Regions from separate parts of the Danio rerio genome. Here region 2 is linked to region 1. Evidence: chromatin contacts called from public Hi-C data. All regions are on one chromosome and are shown on one strand. Each heading gives the region's core, a stretch centred on a gene start, on an enhancer-like site or on the middle of the called end of the contact. The rest is flanking DNA. Distances are from core to core; before and after follow the strand shown.

The links. A called contact is a pair of places that touch in the nucleus more often than the background predicts.
Region 2: a Hi-C map of an unstated tissue shows a contact between it and region 1, with 4 times the contacts expected there. The contact joins two enhancer-like sites. A contact is called at or near these places in 5 of 18 Hi-C or Micro-C datasets (caudal fin, embryo, hematopoietic stem cells and 1 more) and 1 of 4 datasets of contacts at active chromatin or transcription factors (caudal fin).

What each region holds. Positions count from the first base shown.
Region 1 is chr9:32,864,937-32,871,132 of GRCz12tu, reverse strand. All of the region lies in intron 1 of clybl (citrate lyase beta like), which reads right to left. Among named protein-coding and RNA genes, the nearest start is that of clybl, 21 kb to the right of the region's middle. Within about 2 kb of position 2,237, at least 7 of the 62 cell types and tissues checked have an H3K27ac peak or open chromatin away from gene starts, as enhancers often do.
Region 2 is chr9:33,156,123-33,162,318 of GRCz12tu, reverse strand. All of the region lies in intron 3 of si:ch211-168k14.2, which reads right to left. Among named protein-coding and RNA genes, the nearest start is that of tmtc4, 45 kb to the left of the region's middle. Within about 2 kb of position 2,933, at least 4 of the 62 cell types and tissues checked have an H3K27ac peak or open chromatin away from gene starts, as enhancers often do.

The DNA of each region.
Region 1 (6,196 bases), core at 988-3,487:
CCACCTGATACACATCAACATGGAAAAAACACATCACACTGTCAGAGCAGGTACACAAGCTGAGAAAGAACAGTGTCCTGGGATTAGAACGAAGTTAATAAATGAACATTCAGGGGTGATTTTGCCAGAGCATCTTTTAGTTGAACTGGAGTCCAGCTTTTTCACCTCAAGCTAACATAGCTGCCAACAGCATGGCTCGTGACTCAGAGGAAATTATTTGAAAGCGTTCCATGTGATATTTCAGACACTTTCCTGTTCAGGCGGCATATCAGTGTGCTAATGATGGAAACTTCAGCAGACTGACACCCGGTCAGGCAGGATGGCACCAAACACATGCTATTTTGCTTGGATGATGCTGGCATTTTCAAAACAGCTCACTTAAACATGGTGTCAATTGATAACATTTATCTTCTTGTTTGTGCTTTGAACAGACTCCAAAAATAAGTACGACTGACGTTAAATACGCAAATCAAACTGCGTATTTGCGTATAAATACGCAAAGCAAACAGTATTCGCCACTTGAGTCAGTGCGCGATTATAACTGAGCCCTTACAACTGAGTGACTCTAATGAAGTCCGTCTGCGCCTCCTTAACCAGGGTTGAAGGAGGAGTAGCAAACTGGTTTTAATTTAGACTTGTAAGGGACAGAAGCTTTCCAAAATCCCAGGCCTCATGACTTCCTTCCGTGGATGTAGAGGAATGCTGTCTAGCTTTATGCACTGCTGTTGGACTACAATAAAGCTGGAGGAAAGGAGGGGAGGCGAGTCAAAGGCATGTTTTTACCCTTTCTATGCCCCACTTTACCTTCATCTGTGAGAGCTATATAAACCTGGGAAAAATATTACTGGATACTTAAGAGAGTTGAACCTAAATAAATAAATCCAATTGTGATTTAGTTTTTTTTATTTCTCCCCCAGTCAAAAATATAATCACCTACGACGAAAGCAAGCACATACATTGATATATTTTTGGTTCTATTTATTATTAATTATGCTACACACCAAAACTAAAAAGTTTTCAGTTCTCAAACTTTACCCCATATAAAAATAGTACAGCCAATGGCATTTGTTTAGTTTGGTTGTATTTTTATAAAAGGAAACAGAAAAAAATGAAGCAAAAATTTCTAAGTTTTATTTCAATTAATACTACACCTAAAATGCCAAAAAAAAAAAAAAGAGAAATATGTAAAAACCTTGCTCAAAGCAAGCTTGTCGTAGCGTTTATCAAAGATGCAGTGGTTAAAGCAGTCGAACAAGAAGTCCCTTTTCTGACCAAGGCTGTATCCTGTATTTTCCAATTATCACCTTTTAAAGGCCAGCTGGGTGCATTCCAAACCATCAGGGGGCAATTCCATTTGCATTGCTCTGAGACAAAGTCATGCTCAAGTACGCTCGTAGTAAAGTTCATTACGAGTGGAGAGACACCATCATTGCTTTCATTATTTTGGGAACAGGTTTCCTCATTTTCTGATCCCAGGCCTACGTTATTGATCCAATCTTTCGCGCTCTCTCAGCTATGACACCAATCAGAACCTGCACAAAATCAGAGCACTCAACACAAGCCACAGGGAAATACACTTCATTACAGAGGAGAAAATTGTCAGTAAGTATCAACTGGGCAGTATGTTTTTATCTTCATTTTAGTTTTCCTCTGACCTTTATTCTTTATCATCTCAATAATAGCCTGTCCGCTCTATATTAGTGATTATATTTGTATTATGTACACAGATTGGTACTTTTATATCATAATATCATTATAGTTTTGCAGTCAAACTCCATTCTTTTTTTTATTCTAGGTACGCTTCAATGTTCTTCCACAAATGTAGCATCCATTATTAAAATAAAACACATTTTCAAATTGAGATGAACCCATGTTCACTTTGCACCAAATAAAGGTGCTGGGCTAAAGTAAACTTGTCTGGAATTCTGGGTGTTTTCACAGCCTATACTCCAGTGCTGTGTCTAACAGGGAAAGACGAGTTAAAAGGGACACAAAAACGGCATCACGACCACACTAGGTTGACATTATGGTAGATCAAACATGGTGTAACAAGAAAAAGAAGTGAACAATGGGCACCCGTTCACACTGGTGGAGATATATCTAAATCAGGAAGCTACTGTGTGAATGGAGGTGGGAGAATGGGGGGGACGAAATACAAAGGCCCGGGTTGAGCTTTTGCAGTGTCGTGGCCCCTGATCTGTCCAGACAGAGAAATGGGGGCGAGGTGTGAAGGAGGAGAGAGACGAGGGCCTCTGGGACAAGCACCCACCGCCACACCAGCAGCCCCTTAATGTGCTGTGTCTAATGCGCCTATTTAGGTTTTGGGGTGCAACAGTGCACAGACTCAGGTTTTTGGGCGGCCTCAGGGCGCAGAGCACGGCTATCACCTATGCCAACAGCTGGGGCCCAGGAGGGTAAACAAAGGCCTGTAGGAAGTAGCGCATGGCTGCAGCCGGGTCTAAAAGGCATGGCAATGTGTATGAGAGATGGCCTAAGTTACAGCAGGATGAAATGTATATCCAATGCCTTAAAAAGCAGTTGCAAAAAACGAAACAAAAGGAGAACCAGAAATTCAACAGAATCAAAAAGAGATGCCGCAACAGGTTTTTCCAGTAATTGTGAGCACAAACAGTCCATTCCAAACACAAGAAAGACCCCCAAATGTTTTGCTCCATTTCATATTTAGTGTCCAGTTGCCTTAATTTGCAATCTTATGATGGGCTCATTGTCAAACGGACAGATCAAAGCCGTGCCAACTGGACAAAGGGGGGTTTGTGGGGACAAGCCAGCACCGGAATTAAAGGGAAAATGCCTCAAAAGGCTGTTCCTCTAAAGGCTTTGGTGCCATTCCCAGGTCGTCACTTTCAAATGACCTGGTCTGTAATTCACACGTCTTCATAATCATGGCCCTTCGTGTCGACTGAATACAAATCCACTCGGATCAGACAAATAAAAGGGCTTTGCTTTTTTTAAAAGGCCGGTCGTGCCATCACCAATTTCAGCCTATCTGTTTGTTGGGCTGTTCGGGAAGGTTAAACCGTTTAGAGGACCTTTTCAGCTAAACAAGCCATTCACCTTCAACCCTTTCAAACAGGAGCATAAAAAATGCCATGGGCAAATTCACAAGGCAGTTTTTCTTTGTTCGGAAGTAACCCACAAACAAAGATATTGTGTCAGAATCTCTTCAAATCGCTACAAATACAACAAACAAAACCAGTCATGAATTTGAAAAAAGGGTTTAAATGCAGCAAAAGTGTCGAAAATATATCGAGACACCTTCACCTGTTAGCGCATTTAGCAGCTGGGGCAAATTCTGATAAAGAATGCTCTACTGGGGACATTTACAAAGGTGTTAAAATAATTCACTTTGTGTTCTCACGGAAGCAAAATCAGAGAATAATTAGCCTAGTTGTTTGTTGGCACATCAGCTATTAGGTGATAATTAGTTCAGAAGCAAGGCGTTTGAAAGGGCTGTTTGATCTACTTCTAGTTCTCAAATGAACCCCTACGTTCCGTGTAACAATTAAACCTTCACCAAGACACATCTCTCAAGTCACAGAGTTAAATATGTCTGATCCCCAAGCACACTGTTTAAGAGGTGAACATTTTGAGAATTTGTAACATTTACAATATAATGGATTTATGCATTGCTTTCCCCACCCAAAATAATAAAAAAAAATTACATCTAAACTCTTGATCTGCAAAGTTGACAATCGGGTATGCCATATATGGAACACATAAGGGGTCCTACAGAAAAAAGTGTGACAAAAATCACATACAGGTGTTGATTGACGGATATATCATGTGATATTCACAATTGCCCCCTACAAATATGACAGATATCTTCATCTTTACCCATGAAGACAACAAAATGTATGTTCCATGTAGTGCAAAACATTTTCTAATAAGATTTTTTTTCTCTAACAAACTTTGGATTTCTTTTACGACGGATGTCAAGCCATATGGCCACAGCCATATCACCCTGCAGCTCAAGACCTACTTAGTTACTCACTGAAGCTATGCAGGGCTGAGCCTAGTCACTACCTGGATGGGAGACCACATGGGAAAACTAGGTTGCTGTTGGAAGTGGTGTTAGTGAGGCCAGCAGGGTACGCTTAACCTGCGGTCTGTGTGGGTCATAATGCCCCAGTAAAGTGAAGTGGACACTACTCACAGTGGGCATCGTCTTTCGGATGAGACATTAAACAGGTCCTGACTCTCTGTAGTCATAAAAACCCATGGCACTTCTTGTAAAGAGTAGGTGTGTAACCCTGGTGTCCTCGCCAAATTCCTTCCATCGCTCCTTACCGATCATGGCCTCCTAATCATCCCCATCCACTGAATTGGCTCTATCACTGTCTCACCACTTCACCTATAGCTGATGTATGGTACGTGCTCTGGCGCCATTGTCCTGTGGCTGCTTTCGCATCATCCAAGTGGATGCTGCACACTGATGGTGGTGTGAAGAGACCCCCCTATGGTTGTGAAGTGCTTTAGGTGTATGGCCATTCAAGATAAATCCGCTGTATAAATACATGTTTATTACTCACTCATTACGAGCACAAAAATTCGGAGCAAAAACATTTTGGGACAAATGTAACATCATACTACCCTTCTAAATATAGGGTGTTTTACCATTGTATGATATAAACACCCATATTTAGAGTTCAACCATTGTAAAAAAAAACAAATAAATAAAAAAAATTTAAAAGTTGCCAAGGACTTCTTTTATCACACCCTTGTGTGCCAGAAACACATTAGCACAATGAACAGCATTTCATCAACAGGCACTTATCAAAGAGTTAGCGTACATTAACTACAGTGTACTGTGGGTGCTACTTAAAAAGCTATTAGTGAACAACACCGCTACATTCCCATTGACAACCTGTTTGTGCTTTAATGTCCTTTCCTAAACACCTTAAATGCATCAGGCTTCCCTGCTATTTAAAGCAACGTATGACATGATAACACGGTTCAAAAAAAGTGCAGCCAACAATTCCTGTCCTCTTCTCGGCCTACGCCACCAAACGGTTAGGGAAAAGATTCAACCGAGAACAAGGTCTAAAGAAAAAAAACAAAAAAAAAAACAAAGCTTATACGTCATGGTCACACCTCATCCCAGGGGTCAGCCTCAGGCCAGACTGTGTTACAGTGCCACACGCGATACTGTATCGCAGCTTTCTCAGCACCTTAACAACACGATGATCCCGTGATTAAGACTGACATGAGCTAAGCCCTGCCTGACACAGTCATTGCGCCGTTACCATGACACCTCCATGCTGACACCAGCTGCGTGCAACGGGAAACAGGTCTCCAGTCGTTTTAGCAACGTAAACATGCGGTCGAGAGAAAGCAGGCTGCTTACTATGGAGATTTGATTAACTCAGAATGGCATGCAAGAGTAACCAGTCACTCAGTGCCAATGAAGACTAAAAGAAATCTTGAGGGTTAAGCTCAATTATCAGCATTTGTGTCATTAAGCTCATACCACAAAAATAAATACAACTTTTTAGTCTATTTTACTTACATTTGTTCTTTTTATAAAGAGCAAATCTGGGACACAGACACTAGGTGAAATTAATGGTATCCTTTTTGAAGATGTTTTAATAGTACACTCACTAAACATACAATATGAGTGTAGACAAGACGAACTAACAAAAACCTAAGAAAGATTGTCGAAGTCCTTGGTCACAATTGTTGAAGTTAAGTTACATGCCAACTGATTCTCACTTGATTATAAGTAGACTGTTAGGTTGTGGTTAGGGTTAGTGTAAGTCGACATGCTTCTTATCGTCAGTAAAATGTCTGTTGAAGGAGCCGTATCAACAGATATTAAGTAGACAGTCTACTAATACTCAAATGTACCATCAAAATAAAGTGTTTCCAAGTTCTTTAAACAGCTTTAGAGACTTAAAAGTTTCACAGAATAATGTAAGCATTTTTTTAAAAATATTTTGATATTTCAGTTATTTTAAAAAGTTGAGTTCAACAAGTTTTACAATGTGACCTCGACTTTTATTTTCATGTTGTAATTATCCAATTTGGCATGCTGCTAAGATTCTAACGGTATGATAACCCTGGATAAAAATATCATGGTTTTACAGTATTGTGTTTACTGCTCTAAAATATGTTCTTTTTAAATGTCTGGGTAAAAAACAAAAACTTTTCCCCCCTGTGAACACAATACATTTTATTT
Region 2 (6,196 bases), core at 1,684-4,183, 290 kb before region 1:
TGATTGTTGTATGAACTAACCCTAATCTAACCTTAACCCCATACCATAACTTCTTCCAGTCACATTTAATTCCTCAAAAAAAAAACATTTCCAATCAAACTCTCAAACTATAATTGTGTATTATGCTAGACTGGCCTTTTTACAGTATTCATGTCCACATGACACAAATAGGCATAATAATGTATTTACTGTGCAGTTAGAGCGCACTCTTCATGGTTGCCTCAAAAAAAAAAAGGCACTGAAAAATTGACGCAAGAGGACAGTGACTTTGCGGCACACTGTTGAAAAGCCACTTGTGATGGAAGGCCGAGTGAAATGCGACACCATGAGACTTGACCAAATTAGAATGAAGCTTGACTCTGCTGGACTCTCTCTGCATCAAGACACTCTGGATTAAAAGCACGCTGGAGACGCAGCCCGCCAGTGACGGAGAGCTAGCGGGAAAGCGCCGCTCATTAAAATACACTCGAGGAGGATGAGATTGAGTGGAAGATGGAGGAATGAGGAATAGATGGTGCTGTTAAAAAAAAAAAAAAAAAAAAAAAAAGCTCAGACAACCTCAAATTTCACTGTGTTTTTTAGACTGGTTTCATGCTGGTGAGCCAGAAGTGCCATAATTTTAGTAAGAAATTTTTTTTTTCACACATCTGTACACTATATTGTAATTCTAGCAAGTAATATCAAGTTGCAAAAGAGCAATAAAATAATGTACTGTATAAGGGGGGGAAATGGTGAACATGGAGGAAATTGTTGAGATTACTTTCAAATACTCTGTGGAAGCCAATTTCTATTTTCTTTTAGAAATTCTTGTTAATAATAATAATACTAATAATAATAATAATAAGGGCGACACAGTGGCGCAGTAGGGTAGCTCTGTCACCTCACAGCAAGATGGTCGCTGGTTTGGGTCAGTTGGCATTTCTGTGTAGATTTTGTATGTTCTCCGGTTTCCCCCACAAGTCCAAAGACATGCGCTATAGATTAATTGAATAAGCTATATTGGCCCTAGTGTGTGAGTGTGAATGCAAGAGTGTATGAGTGTTTCCCAGTGCTGGGTTGCAGCTGGAAGGGCATCCGCTGCGTAAAACACGTGCTGGATAAGTTGGCGGTTCATACGCTGTAGCAACCCCTGATTAATAAAGAGACTCAGCAAAGAAAAGAAAAAAAATAATAATTATAATATAAATATAAATAAATATCTAAACATCTGCTGTTCAAACATTAAATAAGCTTTAGGATTTATCATAATATCCAGGTAAATTTTCTAAATGGTAGTAACAATGTAGTAACACTAGGAGAGTGATGCTCAGTCAAATGCAGCTGAACTTAACCATAAATATACTGTTTTGGTTTATTTCCTTAAAAAAACCAGCAGAAACAACTCTGGCAACTACAGCGCGCTGAAATCTTCCTCCATATGTTCAGAAAATTTTAAACAAAAACTTACAAAAATAAATTTACTTTCTAATATCAAGACAAAGACTTCTGAAAGGTAGTAATAAAAATGAACCTTAAAAGAATGCTAAACCAGTTTATTATTAAAGATTCCTCCATCTCTTTGTGTACATGTAAAAGCACTTCATTCAATTCACTCACACCTAAATGAGACACCCAGACTTATCATGATTAGGCATGAGCAGGTATAAGTTTCAGACAGCGTAATAACCTTGGATAAAAAATATTTTAAAAATATCAAAAATAATGATCAAAAAAGCAATGTGCATTATTATAACTCATACATCTACAGCTATGAAAAAAAATTAAGACATCACCTTTAAATTCTTATGTTCTGGATGTTCATTCATTTATTCATTTTCGGTTTAGTCCCTATTTTTCAACCCATCACTGGGAATCACACACTCATTCACACACAATACTGTAGTGTACACTATATGGACAATTTAGCTCACCCAATTCACCTGTACCATATGTTTTTAGACTTGTTAGGAAAATCAAAGTAACCTGAGGAAACCCATGTGAACACAGGGAGAACATGCAAACTCCACACAGAAATAACTCAATCGGGGCTCAAACCAACAACCTTCTTGCTGTGAGGCAATTGTGCTAACCACTGAGCCACCTTGACGCCCTTAAGATATCTACAGCTATAGAAAAAAATAAGACACCACCTTAATATTTTTGGTTTTGGATGTATTAGTTTAAAATGTTTTATTCTGTTAAGGGAGCATCATTTTTCATACCCAATTTCATTTGTAATTTAGAGAAAAATAATTGGTTAGAATAACAAAACCAAAATATCAGGCTAATTCCACCAAATATGGAGTTCTTAACTCTTCTTATCTCATATTACTATTGTTTTGTCTAAAAATGTATATATTTTATAGAAGTCTAAATCTAAGGCACCATAATTTTCCTCAGTTGAAAGAAAATAACAAAAACAAAATCAATGTCTCTCATGTACTTCAGCATGTGCACACAGTAAAGGAAAATGATGTTTTATCTTTAGTGATACTAGTTGATCATACAAAACCTCCCCAAAGACTTTGTTCTTTAGCAAAGCCTGACTTTTAATGAAGAGTGGTAGACCACTGTTTAGAGACGAGCGATGACAACTGATGGTGCCTGGGATCAAACACCTGATCAAAACATGACATCGAACGTCAGATCCAACAGAGCCGATCACGTGTGTTTAGAACAATGTACAGAACTTCCAATTGATCAGCCATTCTGATGAGATGAAATGTTCTCATCAAAGCTGGAACACCTAATGGGGAAATCACAGTCCCGGTACAAACAGCAGCATTATCTCCAGGGCATCCGCACGCATTTTTTTGTCCACAACTGAGAGCCAGCATCTCAGCCAAGTGTGCGGGTTCGTGTGGGGGTCTGACCCGCACTACCACCCACCCGAGTGTCACGTTTGACGCCTGTGGTAGGATCCATCATGTGGTTGGCAGGCTGGCTGATAAACAGGCCTGTCCCATGGGAACACGCTTGTATGTGTGTGCAGGCTCTCCAACAGCTGAAGAGTGGTGGAGCTTGCAGATGTGAATCTGGAAGCGACAGAAGGTATCGGCGTACACATGTTTGTTTTTCCACCTCTCCTGGAGGAAAAAGGAGGCCCTTGATCTAGCGCTGAGCAAAACAGTTAGCTTTTGTTTCAAGAGATGAAAACCAGTGTCGCTGCGAGGAGGGGCCAGAAAATGAAAGAAAGACAAAAAGGTGGGGGTCGCTTGAAGTCCGGAAACTGGACGAAGAGTCTGGGTGGTCACTTGCAGACGGCCGTGACCCTTGACCTGGTGCGCACATGATCAAGAGAGTCTCTCTAAAACACCATCACACAAACTGAAGATATCACAAAAGACAGCGGATCACATGTAGCGAAGGGTCTCTCACCTTGTTCATTGATTTCTGGCTTTATCCCTAGTTTCTGTTTGTGTCCACTAGACTAAGTGACTTCTGAGAGTAAGACTGAAATAAATATATAAGCCTTCCAGGGTGTACAGGAGACCCCTGCTGACCATGCAGCACAGGTGGTCTGCTAGCAGCGGAATGATTGAATTATAAAATGGTTTTGATTTCCATATTTAGAATGGCCTGAACATACATAAAAGCCTATAAAATGTACATTAGTGAAGATTTCTCTATGCTACACGAACTGCGTTTGGACTATATCACAGATGCCAGAATGAAATGAACTGACAACATTAAAACCTTTATTTATTAATCAATATTAATGTAACTTTATAATTCAAATGAACATGACTTCATCATTAAAAAATTATAATATAACATTGGTTTGTTCTCTCTGCCTTTCTCTCTTTATGCATAAGTTATCAGTATAACCATTGATATAAATGTTACACAAAAATGGTTTGTAATGACCTCAGTTTTGAAATGCTTGTTTGGTGCATTTTTGCTGCAGCAGGGGGAAAAACGAAAAAAAAAAAAACAAAACATAGAATTACTTTTTCTTTTTTCTTTTTTTTTTTTAATTCTTAAACAGGTTTGCATTTTGTAGCTCTGTTTTTAATTAAATTCAATTATAATTGCTATTTTCTTGTTTAACTTAATCAAAAACCTCTCCAAGCTATTGTTGTAAAACTAAATAAAGCAAGTCATTGAACATCACTGTAATATTAAAGGCTACAATTAGCAACAGAGCCCAAACTATTTAATTAAACTGAAATTTAAGATATAGTTCTTGACTACTATTTATTAAAACATGTAAACTACACCTATTATACAATTATGTTTCTATTCAAATGCTCTGTTAACCTCCTAGGGCTTAGTGTCCACATATGTGGACAGCACATTCATCTCTTAAAGTGGCTATTTAAAATACTTTGAATGTTTTATATGTTGTTACAGACATACAGTGTCATCCTGCAACTGTTTTGCAGCATATGAAATGTCCCAAACACTATTTTGAACTGTCCAAGATGGGGAAAAAAGTTTTGCTCTCTGATAGTCAAAACATGTTGAAAAAAATTTATGTTAATTATGCATTAAAAACAATCAGCAAAAAGTGTTTTATGTAAATTCAAACCACGAGTCCACATATATGGACATCATTTTTCTCTAAAAGGTCATCATATCAAAAGATGAATTAGGGTATCTCTAACAGGTAAACATTATATTAAATATCTAGCCTAATATAGCACTAATATGTCATTTAGAGTAATACTCTTCTCTCATTTGTTAAGCAAATAAATGCAGCTTTGTGTGACACTGTTGGAAAGCTGTTTTACTGATGCTTTTGGCAGATGAAATATACATTGTGTGATTGCATACAGTTATCATGGAAAACATCAAATTTATTTCGTCCTTTAATTAGTAGAAGAAAGAAAGAGAAGCAATTATTACACTCACACAGTATATAAAAATTACTTCTCATTTGCAGGGCTTCACTCATCGATCATTGTAAAGCTACTATGCTAACTGTGCTATTCATATATACACTATATCTGTTATGATATAAAGTCATTTATTCAACATTATGTTTAATATTTCTTCTTTGAATTACAATGAAGAATCAGCAATGCTTTGACTCATTTACCACAATAGCAATTAGCTGATAATTTCACTTCATAATACTTGATTGACTCACTCTGCTGACCTCACAGAATTAGACACAAGTTAAAGATACTGTATGTTGGAACTTTCTCAAACTGTCTAATAATTTAGCAGTGAATCATAAATACTGATTACATAAACCACATCACCCAGTCACCATTTTAACACGGGGAGAACATGGAAACTCCACACAGAAACATCAACTGACCCAGTCGAGGCTCGAACCAGCGACCTTCTTGCTGTGAGGCAACAGCACTACCTACTGTGCCACCGCGTCACCTGATAAAACAAAAATGTTAATTTATTTTATCGATATCCAGAAGTTATGATGAATTGGGGAACATCATTTAACAAATTAAATAACAACAAATATGAATAATTAGCAAACACTGTAGCATTGTAAGCACTAAATCTAAACGTTTCATATTAGTGAAAGTGCTTATGCTCACAATGGCTGCATTTATTTATTCAAAAATGCATTAATATTAATATTGTTGAGAACAAAACTGTTTGCATTTAAATAAATTTTATGATGTCCTTTACGGTAAATATAAATTTTCAGCATCATTGTGAAAAAAAAATATGCCAAAAACTCAAGACAACAATTTATTATGTTGCTTTAACTTATTTTAATACGTTAATTTGGTATCAATTAAATGTACTTTATATTATACAAAGTTTAACTTATTATTTTAGTCAGTTTGATTAAGTTAAGATTACTAGAAAAGTTAATTTGATACAACTAATAAAAAGCAAGCAAGAATTATTTACAATGTACGAATGTCTCTGTCAGGAGATTCTGAATGCAATCTATGACTACACTCTAAAAATGCTGGACTTCACATTAGGACTGGGCGAATTGGCCTAAAATAGAAATCACGATTATTTGAACATTTCAACTTGATTACGATTAATGATTGCTTATTTTATATATTTATTTAATTTTTTTGCCCTCATAGTCCACTGACAGGTTTTGTACAGTAAATATGTTCACATATTACAAGTGAGAAATTTCTGAATGAAGGGTGCATTACTTGATTTTAAAATAATTAAAGGAAACACACACTATCTATCTACTATCTATGATTATTTATTGAACATCAGCATTGAACAACTGAAATTAAAACATACATTGCCTGAAACCAACAGTCACTTTTTT